3 separate regions of the Mus musculus genome follow, and all the other regions are linked to region 3. Evidence: chromatin contacts called from public Hi-C and HiChIP or PLAC-seq data. All regions are on one chromosome and are shown on one strand. The core of a region is the stretch at or near the end of the contact, and the rest is flanking DNA. Distances in the headings are between cores, read along the strand shown. Region 1 has its middle 120 kb from the start of Gm36769. Region 2 has its middle 150 kb from the start of Gm36769. Region 3 has its middle 19 kb from the start of Gm36827.

Evidence for each region. Hi-C and Micro-C count contacts between places; a contact is called where the count stands out from the background. HiChIP or PLAC-seq counts read pairs in DNA pulled down with a chosen protein or histone mark.
Region 1: an H3K27ac HiChIP or PLAC-seq map of heart atrium shows a contact between it and region 3, with 6 read pairs. The contact joins two enhancer-like sites. A contact is called at or near these places in 3 of 484 Hi-C or Micro-C datasets (the C2C12 cell line and uterus) and 1 of 115 datasets of contacts at active chromatin or transcription factors (heart atrium).
Region 2: a contact with region 3 is called in a Hi-C map of tail fibroblasts, with 5 times the contacts expected there. The contact joins two enhancer-like sites. A contact is called at or near these places in 8 of 484 Hi-C or Micro-C datasets (the C2C12 cell line, adipose-derived mesenchymal stem cells, bone marrow-derived macrophages and 3 more).

What each region holds. Positions count from the first base shown.
Region 1 is chr10:56,812,259-56,816,252 of GRCm38.p6, forward strand. No RefSeq gene overlaps it. Among named protein-coding and RNA genes, the nearest start is that of Gm36769, 120 kb to the right of the region's middle. Within about 2 kb of position 1,978, at least 3 of the 459 cell types and tissues checked have an H3K27ac peak or open chromatin away from gene starts, as enhancers often do. A contact at or near this core is called in heart atrium, where this site is marked.
Region 2 is chr10:56,779,620-56,784,117 of GRCm38.p6, forward strand. No RefSeq gene overlaps it. Among named protein-coding and RNA genes, the nearest start is that of Gm36769, 150 kb to the right of the region's middle. Within about 2 kb of position 2,797, at least 38 of the 459 cell types and tissues checked have an H3K27ac peak or open chromatin away from gene starts, as enhancers often do. A contact at or near this core is called in tail fibroblasts, where this site is marked.
Region 3 is chr10:56,998,869-57,003,204 of GRCm38.p6, forward strand. No RefSeq gene overlaps it. Among named protein-coding and RNA genes, the nearest start is that of Gm36827, 19 kb to the left of the region's middle. Within about 2 kb of position 2,658, at least 29 of the 459 cell types and tissues checked have an H3K27ac peak or open chromatin away from gene starts, as enhancers often do. A contact at or near this core is called in heart atrium and tail fibroblasts, where this site is marked.

The sequences.
Region 1 (3,994 bases), core at 728-3,227, 190 kb before region 3:
TACAGATTTATAATAAAGCATTTCTCCTCTTTATGTCTGCGTGGAATGATAACAACAGGAAACTGATAGTGTCTTTATCACATTGTTAGCAAAATGGATTCAGTCCAGGGAACAGACTTTACAAAGCACATAGATTCTCCTCTGTAACTATTGCATCCGGCCTTGGAGAAGGCCATGATTTGTTCTTTATATAGAACTGCATAAATAATGTACTTGACATTTAGAAAAATTATTTGTTCTAACTCAGACCATTTTCCATGCAAATGAAGCCTAGCTTTAATGCTTCTAAAATGTATTTGGTAAAACCTTTTAAAAATGATTTTAAAAGCAAAAAATGTCCAAACTTTAATATGTGCACTTTTTCTCATACATGTATTTATCTGTGGGAATGGAATGCACATATGACACTGCACTGTGGTGTGGCCATCAGAGGACAGCTTGCCATGTGGACCCTGGGGACAGAGCTCAGGTTGTAGGCTGGCCAGTAAGTGCCTGCTGAGTCACCTTTCATAACTGAAATCATGCTTCTGAAAACCAAATACTGTGACTCTGAGACATATTAAAGTGATCTATTTAAGTTACACCCCTACTGAATGACAGTACTCTGCCATGTTAGCCTTCCACAATTGATCCCATGTACCAGAAATGTACTATTGTTGGACTGATATTTCTAATAGCCATGATAAGAAATAGACATCTTTGACACTAGTTATTCTGCCTACCATAATTTTCTTTGTTTAAGAAAGTAAGAAGACTTCTTGGAATAATTTGCATAAGTAGTGAGGGCGAGGAGCCAGTCCTGAACTCAGACTTGCTGTGTCAGACTCCATGGGACTGCTGATCTGCTGCTCTCAGTTTCTTTGGTTCTCTCCTCCCTTTGAAATTCCCATTGTCTCATTTGTCAAATTATTTTCAGAGTGCTCTGTCTATACCTAGCTAATTTATAGCTTCTAATACATTGCTGGCCTTCAACCATACAACCAAGGAGTTTGTCTAAGCATGTTAAAGGGGAAAAGCTTTGAGTTGGGAGAAATCATTTTTCATATAGTATTTGAGATCTTGCTTTCACATTTCCCACGTCCTCTTAGAGAACTAGATTTAGTGTCTCATCCCTTTAACAACACTTTTGTAATGAAAGTGTTAAATGACACAGTATTTCACATGGTATTAATTTATTTATCTACTTTATTGTCTGATTTTTGTATACCTTTTACTCACCTATCTGTATTATACAATTTCATAGCACTGTATTATTTCATCTATAACATAAGACTCAATTGTTTAGCATAATCACACACCGTGTTTAATCTATTCCTCCCAACATCCATACTTAGGGTATTCTTAGACAAAATTAATGACAATAATGATAATTAAAATCAATCATCCTTAATTTAATAAGGGTCATAGGCCAAGTTTATTTGTGTGATGGTAGGAGCAGACAATGTTCTCTACAGGCCCATGTGACTTGACTCTTGGTCCCCAGTCAGTGTGACTCTATTTTGGAAAGTTGTGGGTCCTTTGAGGTGTGAGGCACAGCATGAAGTTTACAGCTCAGTCCCATTTCTAATCCTGTTTCTATTTTCTGATTGTTGCCATGGGATAAGACCCTGCTATGAGCTTCTACTACTGCCAGGTACTGATGCGTTCTTCCCTATGCTGCCATGTTCCCTCTGAACTGATAAGCCTTTCATCCCATAAATTGCTGCCACCAAATATTTTGTCACAGAAACAAGAAGAGTGACTAATATAGTTTGGAAACAAGTTCTGAGATGAAAATTTGCTTACAGGTGTTTGAGGTGTGACTTCACTTCTGTTCCTGAACTTAAGATATAAGAGAAATGGGAAGAAAGTTCAAGAAAGTGAATTTTTCTATTCTATGAGGCAGAGACTTTCTGTTTTTAAGCACTCATCCCCAACAAGTGACAGTTTTCTTCTGCAGTTGCCCAGGGCTTAAGAGAATCTGGAAATAGAAAATGTTCAAGTACACTGACCCACATTTCCTCATATCAGCTTCAATGTCCTACTCCCACGTTATTTATAAGACAAGGTAGAGAACACAACCATTTAAAAAAAATCCTTGTGGAAAGCTTGCACCTGATCTCCAGTCTTTGATCCTCTGAAGACAGGAATGAGTCTTTTCATCTGTAGCCAATGGCTTAAGACTTCACTTGAATTAGCAATTAATCACCACCTATACTTAATGACTTTCCCAAACTTCAGAGTAGCTTCTGGCAACACCCACACAATCACATGATCTTTATGATTACAGCTTTTTTCTAAATCTCTAAGGCACAAAGGACATTTCCATTATTAGCATATTCTCGTCCAGTTGTGCCCCATCCAGGTTGTCACTGGTGAATGTTTTAACTATTGCACACTGAGATTTCCTGTTAGAAACTCTCTAAATGTTACCTAATGGCCAAGAGTAAATTCAAACAACATTTCACTTTTCACAACTGATTCTGAGACCTTACTCTCTTAGATAACTTCCAAGAAATAGGCTTTTATAGATACTTAAGGGCAAGAACATCTGTAGAAAGATGTCTGCGTGTGAGGCAGTATTCAGACAATGCCACACTGCAGCAGGGCATTTCTGATTGCTCTTCAGTGTCTAACTGTCACCGTATGTAAGCACCATTTCTTTGGGAGAAGCAGTTCACTTAAGCAGCAAGGTTGATTCTTAAAGTCTTGGTGGAAGAAATCAGCTAGAAAAAAACACCAGTAGATAATAATCTCAAATATAGATAAGGGATTAAATATTTTGGTCTAAAATGAGAGTCCTAAATTCTTTCCTCAATTACATATTTTGAAGAAAATTCTGCATTACCTTCCCTTCAAAAGACTACAAAATTACAGAGTTTCTCACTATTTTTCTCACAATATTAATTATAAAAATTATTGATTATGGCACAGAAGCACATTTATTTTCTTCTTTAAACTCATGTCATTTACTTATCTTGAACTAAGTATATATCTCAACAATCATTAATGAGTACCCATTAAGCATTGGACTGAGTGGGCATTTCTGATTGCTATTCAGTGTCTAACTGTCACCGTATGTAAGCACCATTTCTTTGGGAGAAGCAGTTCCCTTAAGCAGCAAGGGTAATTCTTGAAGTCTTGGTGGAAGAAATCAGCTGGAAAAAAAACACCAGTAGATAATAATCTCAAATATAGATAAGGGATTCAGATATAGTGTGTATGTGGTACCAAAGCACCAAGTTAAGGCAAGATCTATTCTTCATGGAAGATATGTTTTTATGAGGAAGATGGGCAGTGGTAATATTTGTATTGATCACTTAGTGTTTTGATAGACTCTTCCCTATATACTCCATAAGACAAAAGGAATTGCATAAAGAATGTGTCCACTCTTATTAACAGAAGAAACAGGACATATAAGCAAGTAAAAGAAAAAGATAATTTCAAATATTGATAAGTAAGTGAAACAAAATACCAAAAGGTAATGGGACCTAACTGTGATGGGGAAAGACTTCTCTGAAAGTGAAGGGATAACTAGGTGGCATTTGAGATTAGACTTTCATAATGAGAAAGAAGTAGTCATGGAAAGCGAGTGAGATATGGTCAAGTTAATACAACCACTGGGCTCTCCTGGGAAAGAGGAGACCTATGGATGGGAAGATGGACAGGCTGAGGAGAGAAACTGATGTTCCATTAATGGGATGCCCTTGCAAACAACTATAAAAGGTTGACTCTTCCAAGTGTTGGGAAGCCACAAGAAGATTTTGAGTAGGTATATATTAAATCTTTAAGAACAATTACTAAGGCTTTCATGAAAAGAAAAATGAATATGTGATGAATCAGTTGTTGTTGGGTTACTAGTAATGTAATAACAAAGCGTAACTTTAATTTTGTTATGGTTCATAAGAGCTATATCTAGTAATGGTCTTCTTGCTGGTAGAATCCTAAAGCAGGTATCCATTATGTATGTAGTAAGAAGAAGAGACAGGGAACTGATCTGTCTAGACATGCATGA
Region 2 (4,498 bases), core at 1,547-4,046, 220 kb before region 3:
AATGGGGGCGTGTAATATTTCTTTATTCTGCCAGAGCTACTTTTCTTGGAGAAACTGAGTCAGGAGAATACTGGTTTTTGATTTTTTTGTGTTTGTTTTTGTTTTTAAACTTTCAGTATCCTTTCTTTTTTTCTTTTTTTATTAGATATTTTCTTCATTTACATTTCAAATGTTATCCCCAAAGCCCCCTATACCCTCCCACCACCCTGCTCCCCAACCCACCCACTCCTGCTTCCTGGCCCTGGCATTCTCCTCTACTGGGGCATAAGATCTTCTCTAGATCAAGGGCCTCTCCTCCCATTGATGGCCAACTAGGCCATCCTCTGCTACATATGCAACTAGAGACACAGCTCTGAGGGGTACTGGTTAGTTCATATTGTTGTTCCTCCTACAAGGTTGCAGACCCCTTTAGCTCCTTGGATACTTCCTCTAGCTCCTTCATTAGGGGCCCTGTGTTCCATCCAATAGATGACTGTGAGCATCCACCTCTGTGTTTGCCAGGCACTGGCATATCCTCACAAGAGACAGTTATATCAGAGTCCTGTCATCAAAATCTTTCTGGCATATGCAATAGTGTCTGGGTTTGGTGGTTGTATATGGGATGGATCCCCAGGTGGGGCAGTCTCTGGATGGTCATTCCTTTGAATTTTGAGCTTTGAACTTTGTCTCTGTAACTCCTTCCATGGGTATTTTGTTCCCCATTCTAAGAAGGAGTGAAGTATTCACACTTTGGTCTTCCTTCTTCTAGAGTTTCATGTGTTTTGCAAATTGTATCTTGGATGTTCTAAGTTTCTGGGCTAATATCCACTTACCAGTGAGAGCATGTCATGTGTGTTCTTTTGTGATTGGGTTACCTCACTCAGGATGATATCCTTCAGATCAATCCATTTGCCTACGAATATCATAAATTCATTGTTTTTAATTACTGAGTAGTACTCCATTGTGTAAAGATGTCCCATGCTCATAGATTGGCAGGATCAATAGAGTAAAAATGGCTATCTTGCAGAAAGCAATCTACAGATTCAGTGCAATCCCCATCAAAATTCCAACTCAATTCTTCACAGAGCTAGAAAGGGTAATTTGCAAATTCATCTGGAATAACAAAAAAACCTAGGATAGCAAAAATTATTCTCAATGATAAAAGAACCTCTGGTGTAATCACCATGCCTGACATTAAGCTATACTACAGAGCAATTGTGATTTAAAAAAAACCAACCAACCAAACAACCAAACAACCGACCAAACAAACAAAAACCCCAAAACTGCATGGTACTGGTACAGGACAGACAGGTAGACCAATGGAATATAATTGAAGACCCAGAAATGAACCCACACACCTATGTTCACTTGATCTTTGACAAGGGAGCTAAAACCATCCAGTGGGAAAAAGACAGCATTTTTCAACAAATGGTGCTGGCACAACTGGCCGTTATCATGTAGAAGAATACAAATTGATCCATTCTCATCTCCTTGTACAAAGCTCAAGTCTAAATGGATAAACGAACTCCACATAAAACCAGAAACACTGAAACTTATAGAGGAGAAAGTGGGGAAAAGCCTCGAAGATATGGGCACAGGGGAAAAATTCCTGAACAGAACAGCAATGGCTTGTGCTGTAGGATTGAGAATCAACAAATAAAATTGCAAAGCTTCTGTAAGGCAAAAGACACTGTCAATAAGATGAAAAGGCCACCAACAGATTGGGAAAAGATCTTTACCAATCTTAAATATGATAGGGGACTAATTTCCAATTTATACAAAGAACTCAAGAAGTTGGACTCCAGAAAACCAAATAACTCCATTAGAAAGTGGGGCTCACAGTCAGCTAATGGATGGATCATAGGGCTCCCAATGGAGGAGCTAGAGAAAGTAGCCAAGGAGCTAAAGGGATCTGCAACCCTATAGGTGGAACAACATTATGAACTAACCAGTACCCCGGAGCTCTTGACTCTAGCTGCATATATATCAAAAGATGGCCTAGTCGGCCATCACTGGAAAGAGAGGCCCATTGGACTTGCAAACTTTATATGCCCCAGTACAGGGGAACACCAGGGCCAAAAAGGGGGAGTGGGTGGGCAGGGGAGTGGGGGTGGGTGGATATGGGGGACTTTTGGTATAGCATTGGAAATGTAAATGAGCTAAATACCTAATAAAAAATGGAAAAAAAATAAAAAAATAAAACAATTTCAACTGGTTTAACACTGGTTGAATAAACCATTAAAAAAAAGAAAAGAAAAAAAAGAAAGTGGGGTACAGAGCTAAACAAAGAATTCTCACCTGAGGAATACCGAATGGCTGAGAAGCACCTGAAAAAATGTTCAACATCCTTAATCATACGGGAAATGCAAATCAAAACAACCTTGAGATTCCATCTTACACTAGTCAGAATGGCTAAGATCAAAAATTCAGGTGAAAGCATATGCTGGTGAGGATGTGGAGAAAGAGGAACACTCCTCCATTGCTGGTGGAATTGCAAACTGGTACAACCACTCTGGAAATCAGTCTGGCGGTTCTTCAGAAAATTGGACATAGTACTACCGGAGGATCCCGCAATACCTCTCCTGGGCATATATCCAGAAGATGTCCCAACCGGTAAGAAGGACACATGCTCCACTATGTTCATAGCAGCCTTATTTATAATAGCCAGAAGCTGGAAACAACCCAGATGCCCCTCACCAGAGGAATGGATACAGAAAAGGTGGTACATTACACAATGGAGTCCTACTCAGGAGAGTACTGTTTAAGGTCACTCTGTGAATCAACTCCTTTGCTGGGAATGAAAACCCAGGGTGGTGAGTCACTTCATTCTAGGTGGTGAGCTCAGGCCGCAGCCCGCAACAGGCATGCCCTGTCAGCATGAGGTCAGAGGCTCATTTACACAAATCATAACTGTCTTCAATTGCAGCAGACAGAATGTTATGGAGATTGACATTTGCCCTCCTTAAAGGGGGACTGTAAGCAAATGATCAAAGAATGCTGAAATGGAAGGGAGGGTTTTTTAACATCTTCATTTACATTGCTTAGACTGTATTAAAAGCCAGCAGCCCTCTAAAATACCATATACATCATCTATTCTGACCACTAACAACCCTAAGACCCTCTCTATCTTCCTATTCTGCAGTAAATGCTCTGACTCTTCAATTGTGAGAAAAGACGCTCAAGTGCTGAAGTGGTTGGCTTCTGCCTGCTTCGCCCTCCCCTCCCCCCCCCCCCCCCCCCGTTTGTAGGAGTTGCTTTTCTATTGCTATGGTTAAATACCATGGTGAAAGGCAAACAAAGAAGGGTACATTTGGGCTGATTCAGCTGAAGCATCCTTAGTAGCAAGAGTGGCTTGGCAGAGAGTGGCTGGAGCAGGAAGCTGAGAGATCATACCTTTACCTGCAAGCACCAAGCAGAGAGAGTGAATCTGAAGAGGGGGTGAGGCTTTGAACTCTCAAAGTGTGTCTTTAGCGACTTACCTTGTCCTGAAAGGCTTGCATCACCTCTCCAAACAGAGCCACTTACTGTGCACCAAATACTGGAGCTTATGGGGCCATTTCTCATTCAAATCACCTCATTATACCAAGGGCAAGGTCACTCGCTTGACTGGTTAGCTGTTTAAATACATAAGTAGTGAGTGTGTCAAGCACCATTCAAAGTGGTCCCATAATCTACCAGCATTCTCATTCCTCATTTCCTGGGCCCCTGAGTAGATTAAACCACCCTTGTCCAGGAGATAAGCATGAAAGAAGAAACCTCATTTTGAAGACAGATAAATTGTTGAGAATACACATCGAAAGTGAGCTGTTGTTATAGGTACTAAAATTCGTGGCTTGTTACTGGTCAGAGTGTCATGCTCATAAAGATGCGGAAATGTACATGCCTTTGAGAGTCAGACTCTTTGGCTAGCCATAGTAGAACTAAACTGAGCTGAAAATTGTGATTGGTCATACTCAGAATGCCCCAGTATAAGTTAAATATAAGTGTGTTTTTTATGTATGTTATATGTATGTATGTACATATTTTGAGATGAGGTAGTCCAGGTTAGCCTTGAACTTGTGATGACTCTTAACCTCCACCTCTCAAGTGCTAGAATTGTAGGTTTGCAATCGCATGCCTTGCTGACTGGAGTGTATTCTCAATCCTCCTTGTAGACATGCAGAATCTAGGTGAGGCATGACCACATATAGGCAACTTGAAGTCCAATATAAAAATCACAGGGAACTTCAAATGGAAACTTGATACAGAATTGCATTTCGTTTATGCTTAACAGTATGTGTATCTGTTTTTCATGACACATTCAATTTGGTATTTCAAACTGATTTAGAAGAAGGTATCAGGTTTCCCTCTGAAATATGGTTGTGAGATTTAAACAAAAGGGATTTCTCTGACCAAATGCAGTAAGTTATACTGGAAAAAAAAGAGAATGCTCCACTTAGTGCTTCATGCAAATACAATTTCTGTGACTAAGGAGCACTGTATAAAGGTTTGCTATGTGGAAAGCCACATACACGAACAG
Region 3 (4,336 bases), core at 1,408-3,907:
AACTGCTTGCCAGAGTAGCCACATGATTCTAAATATGCACAAGCTTTGTAGGAAGTAATTCCACATCTCCTGCAGGATCTGCTACCACCTCAGTCTCCACAGGGGAATCACATTGTGGTTTTAAATTCTATTTCCCTAATTTAAATACTGTTTCCGGTATTTACTGTCATCTGTATCAATTTTTTTCCCCCAAAGAGACAGTACCTATTTGTTTTAAATACATTCACAGGACGGCAAGTGATAGTACGGAATACCAAGTGATTTCCTCACATAATAGGCGTACTCAATAATCACATGTTAATGATCTTACATGGTATCTTTTGTGATAAAATTCTGGGTTCTGCATAGGAAAATTACAATGTATTCACTCTTCTATAGTTAATAACCAGTAGCTGAGACAGAAGAGGTAACCTACATGTTAAGAATACTTGCTGTTATTGCCAACTATCCAGGCTCAGTTCCGAGCACTTATATCAGGCTGCTTAACAACCAGCTTTAACTACAGGTCCGATGTCTTCTTAACTCCTTCTGGCTTCCATCAGAACCTGCATACAGGGGGTATACATGTAGGTTAGCACACATGAACATGCGCGCACACACACAAACACAAAGACATATCTGCATGCACACACACACACACACAGAGAGAGAGAGAGAGAGAGAGAGAGAGAGAGAGAGAGAGAGAGAGACTGGAGACACAGCTCAGTAGTTAATAGGACCTATTACTCTTAGAGAATTCAACTCCCAGGCCCCTCATGGTGGTTCACAATTACTTTTGGCTCCAATCCCCCCTCTGACCACTGCAGAAAACAAGAGCACATATGGTACACATACGTAAAGACAAAACACTAACTATAAAATAAAGTGAACAAACTTAATTTCAAAAATGAATGAATAAAAATAATCACTAGCAAAGTTAAAGTGGCAGCCTAAACAGCAACAGTACAAATAATGCAAACTCAATAAAGAGAAAAAATCCTTAAAATTAAACCCTAAATATTTCCAAATGAATTAAAATAACTAAAGTTTAATTGTAAGAAAATACAATGGAAATGTTTATAACAATATTTTGCTCAGAAAAATTATACAGAATAATTTGCTGCACTATATACACTCATAATTTGAAGAATTAATTTTTCAAGGCTTGTTTTTACTTTGTCAAAGGAAAATTATAGACTTGGCACAGTGTAGTAAAGACTTAATACAGGAACTTAATGGTGATGTGACAGTTAATAAAACTATATCTTGAAAGTAGCTGGCAATGCTCTGGATGATAGTTAGCTTAAATGGAACAATTTGTTAAATCATTCAACTAATGCTTAGTAAGCATCCATTGTATAGCATTATCAAGTATGTACTGTGAAACTCTTGTGGTCGATGCCATATAAAAAGTTACATGCTTCTGTGAGATTTAAAATGTAGCAGAGAAAACACCAGCGCTTAAAAAAATGGATGATATCTTATGATCCAGTATATATATTTACATATATATATATATATATATATATATATATCAAATTAGTTTGAATGTTTACTTGAAAATACTTTAAATTCTTACATTGAAAACATAGAAAACACAGAAGTGGATGCTCACAGTCAGCTATTGGATGGATCACAGGGCCCCCAATGGAGGAGCTAGAGAAAGTACCCAAGGAGCTAAAGGGATCTGCAACCCTATACGTGGAACAACAATATGAACTAACCAGTATCCTGGAGCTCTTGACTCTAGCTGCATATGTATCAAAAGATGGCCTAGTCGGCCATCACTGGAAAGAGAGGCCCATTGGACATGCAAACTTTATATGCCCCAGTACAGGGGAACGCCAGGGCCAAAAAGGGGGAGTGGGTGGGTAGGGGAGTGGGGGGGGGCTTTTGGGATAGCATTGGAAATGTAAATGAGGAAAATACCTAATAAAAATATTAAAAGAAAAAGAAAACATAGAAAAATAAGAATCAGATGAAAAGAGACAGTTGGTTTAAAATGGTTGAAGTCAATATTTTGTACTCTGTAGTTACGTTATTTCCGTTCATTTTGATAGATCAATTTCTCTAAAGATTGGAAATCTTTGGGGCCAATAAAAATACCCTGAATATCTTCTGTGTCCTGTCAACATTCACATATCTTTATTATCTAATAATAAGGTATACATCCAGATACTATGCTGTATAGTGGGCCTGACTGAATGGCATATTAGAATTCAAGAGGGAGCAGATTTGATGTACAGTCTGAGAAACAGACTAGAGGGACCAAGGAAGCACAAAAGGCTTATGTCGGATACTAGTGAACCTCCCTCAAGACCTCGGCAGAGTTTTCAGGAAGAAACCGTAAAGAAGTGTTCTATATTCACCTCAGGACTGAAGACAAGAACACTGAAAAAAGATGTGATTCGGATACAGAATTTTTTGAGTAGCTCCCGTTTGAAAGGGGTAAATGAAGTGCGTTAAAAATATCCACCCCTCTGAGAATATCCAAAATAGAACTTTCCTTTTGAAAAACCAGAGAGATGTGCTGGGATCCTTTTCAAGGTCACTTTAACCTCTAAGAAATCAACGCAGTTTCTGTTGTGAGAGCAGGGTCGCCTCCCCTCCTACCCTTCCTTATCCTGATCAGGTGATGTCTCAGGCGGCAGCGATTCTTTTTTAATGTAACAAACAGTGCCATCTACTGACCAACTCATGCTACTGAAGCGGTAAATATTCTAGGACAGTAATTTGATCTGTGATAGGCCATTTGTCACAGTCTACGGAAGTCACATTTTACACGTGCTTATTCGAAGCTACAAGCAGGACAGGTGCCGTCTGTTTTGATTGTCAAGACTTTTTTTTTTTCTTTTTAGTACAAGAAGAGATTGAGGTCCAAGAAAACGGATCATTTGATCGTAATTTCGACTCTGTGGTTTTTTGTAGAGAGTACCACTTTGAACTGAATTCCCCTGAATGGAAGGAAATGTCACACTTTAGAAGTGTAAACAAGTCTTCAGAGTTCTAGAGCCTCGGAGTAAAAGCTAGATGGGGATGAGGGATGAAAAGGTGTGAGGTCCGTAGAGCAAAGCACACTGCCCAATGACGGACAGTCTGGGGAGAAGGAAAATGCTCACGTGGACTGTCAAGTCGGAGAATGAAAGGAAAATGAGCCAAGGCTATTTTATTTCTCCCCCTTTAATACTATAAAGCTTGGAAATATTTAGGTCAGTCCCATGTGTTCCTACATAGGCATTATCAATAATTCCATCTATTGTGTTGCAAGTTGTATGGTGTCAATAATCAGTCACTTACAAATTTATGAGAGTTAGGCTGAAGTAAGGATGGATAATGCAGTGAAAATCTCCCTATACTTTGATTAATGAGAATTAAGCCCCATTTGGTTTCTATTTGCACCCAAATCAGGAGAGTGTTGTTACTGTTATTGTTGTTATAGGCTGCATGCAGATATTACACTGAACAGTTCCATGGTTGTGGCATTCATGCTGTTTTCCTATAAGCTTCTGATTCTATAAATGGATGTAACCAATATCTGTGGGATGGAATATTTGTAAAAGAATATGCTACCTTCTCCTTTAAGAGAGAGAGAGAGAGAGAGAGAGAGAGAGAGAGAGAGAGAGAGAGCAAGAAAGGATGTTGATTTTGTGTATAGGGAGATAGGGAGGATCTGGGAGGAGCTGAGAGAGGAGGAACTATAATAGAATATATTTTATGAAAAAATATATTTTCAATTAAAAATATACTATTTTCTCATTTAAGATAGGAATGAGCAAGTTGATAAAATGGGTCCAGATGTTTGTTTCCGTTGTTGCATTGAAGCTCTTGAAACTGTATGAGGCACATTCTCAAATTATATAATATATATCAAATTAGGAAATGAAAGTAATCTATCAGCCAGATGAATCATATTCGGGAGGGTTTCTGAGAATAATACTCAAGATGTACAATATTACCAATCTTTGAAACACAGAAGAAAAAGAAGGAGAAGAAGAAGAAAAAGAAGGAGGAGGAGGAAAAGGGAGGAGGGGGGAGGAAGAAGAGGAGGGGGAGAAAGAGGAGGAGGAGGAGAAGAAGGAAAAGGAGGAGAAGAAGAAAACAGCAGCACAGAAGGCAAGTTTGACAGCAATGCGACCATTCAAATGCACACGATCTCAGTCTGCATACAACCACCTCCTTCCATTTCTCAAACCAAAGGCTTCCAAAGAGCCAGGAATCTACAGAACTAATGATGTCAATGACCATAGCAACGCAAGCACTGGAGGGGTGCGCTTTCTTCACAGGACACTGTCCTGAGGGTTGTTAGTAACACTGAAACTTACTCTGGGATTAGACAAGGACATATGGTGGAGGCAGA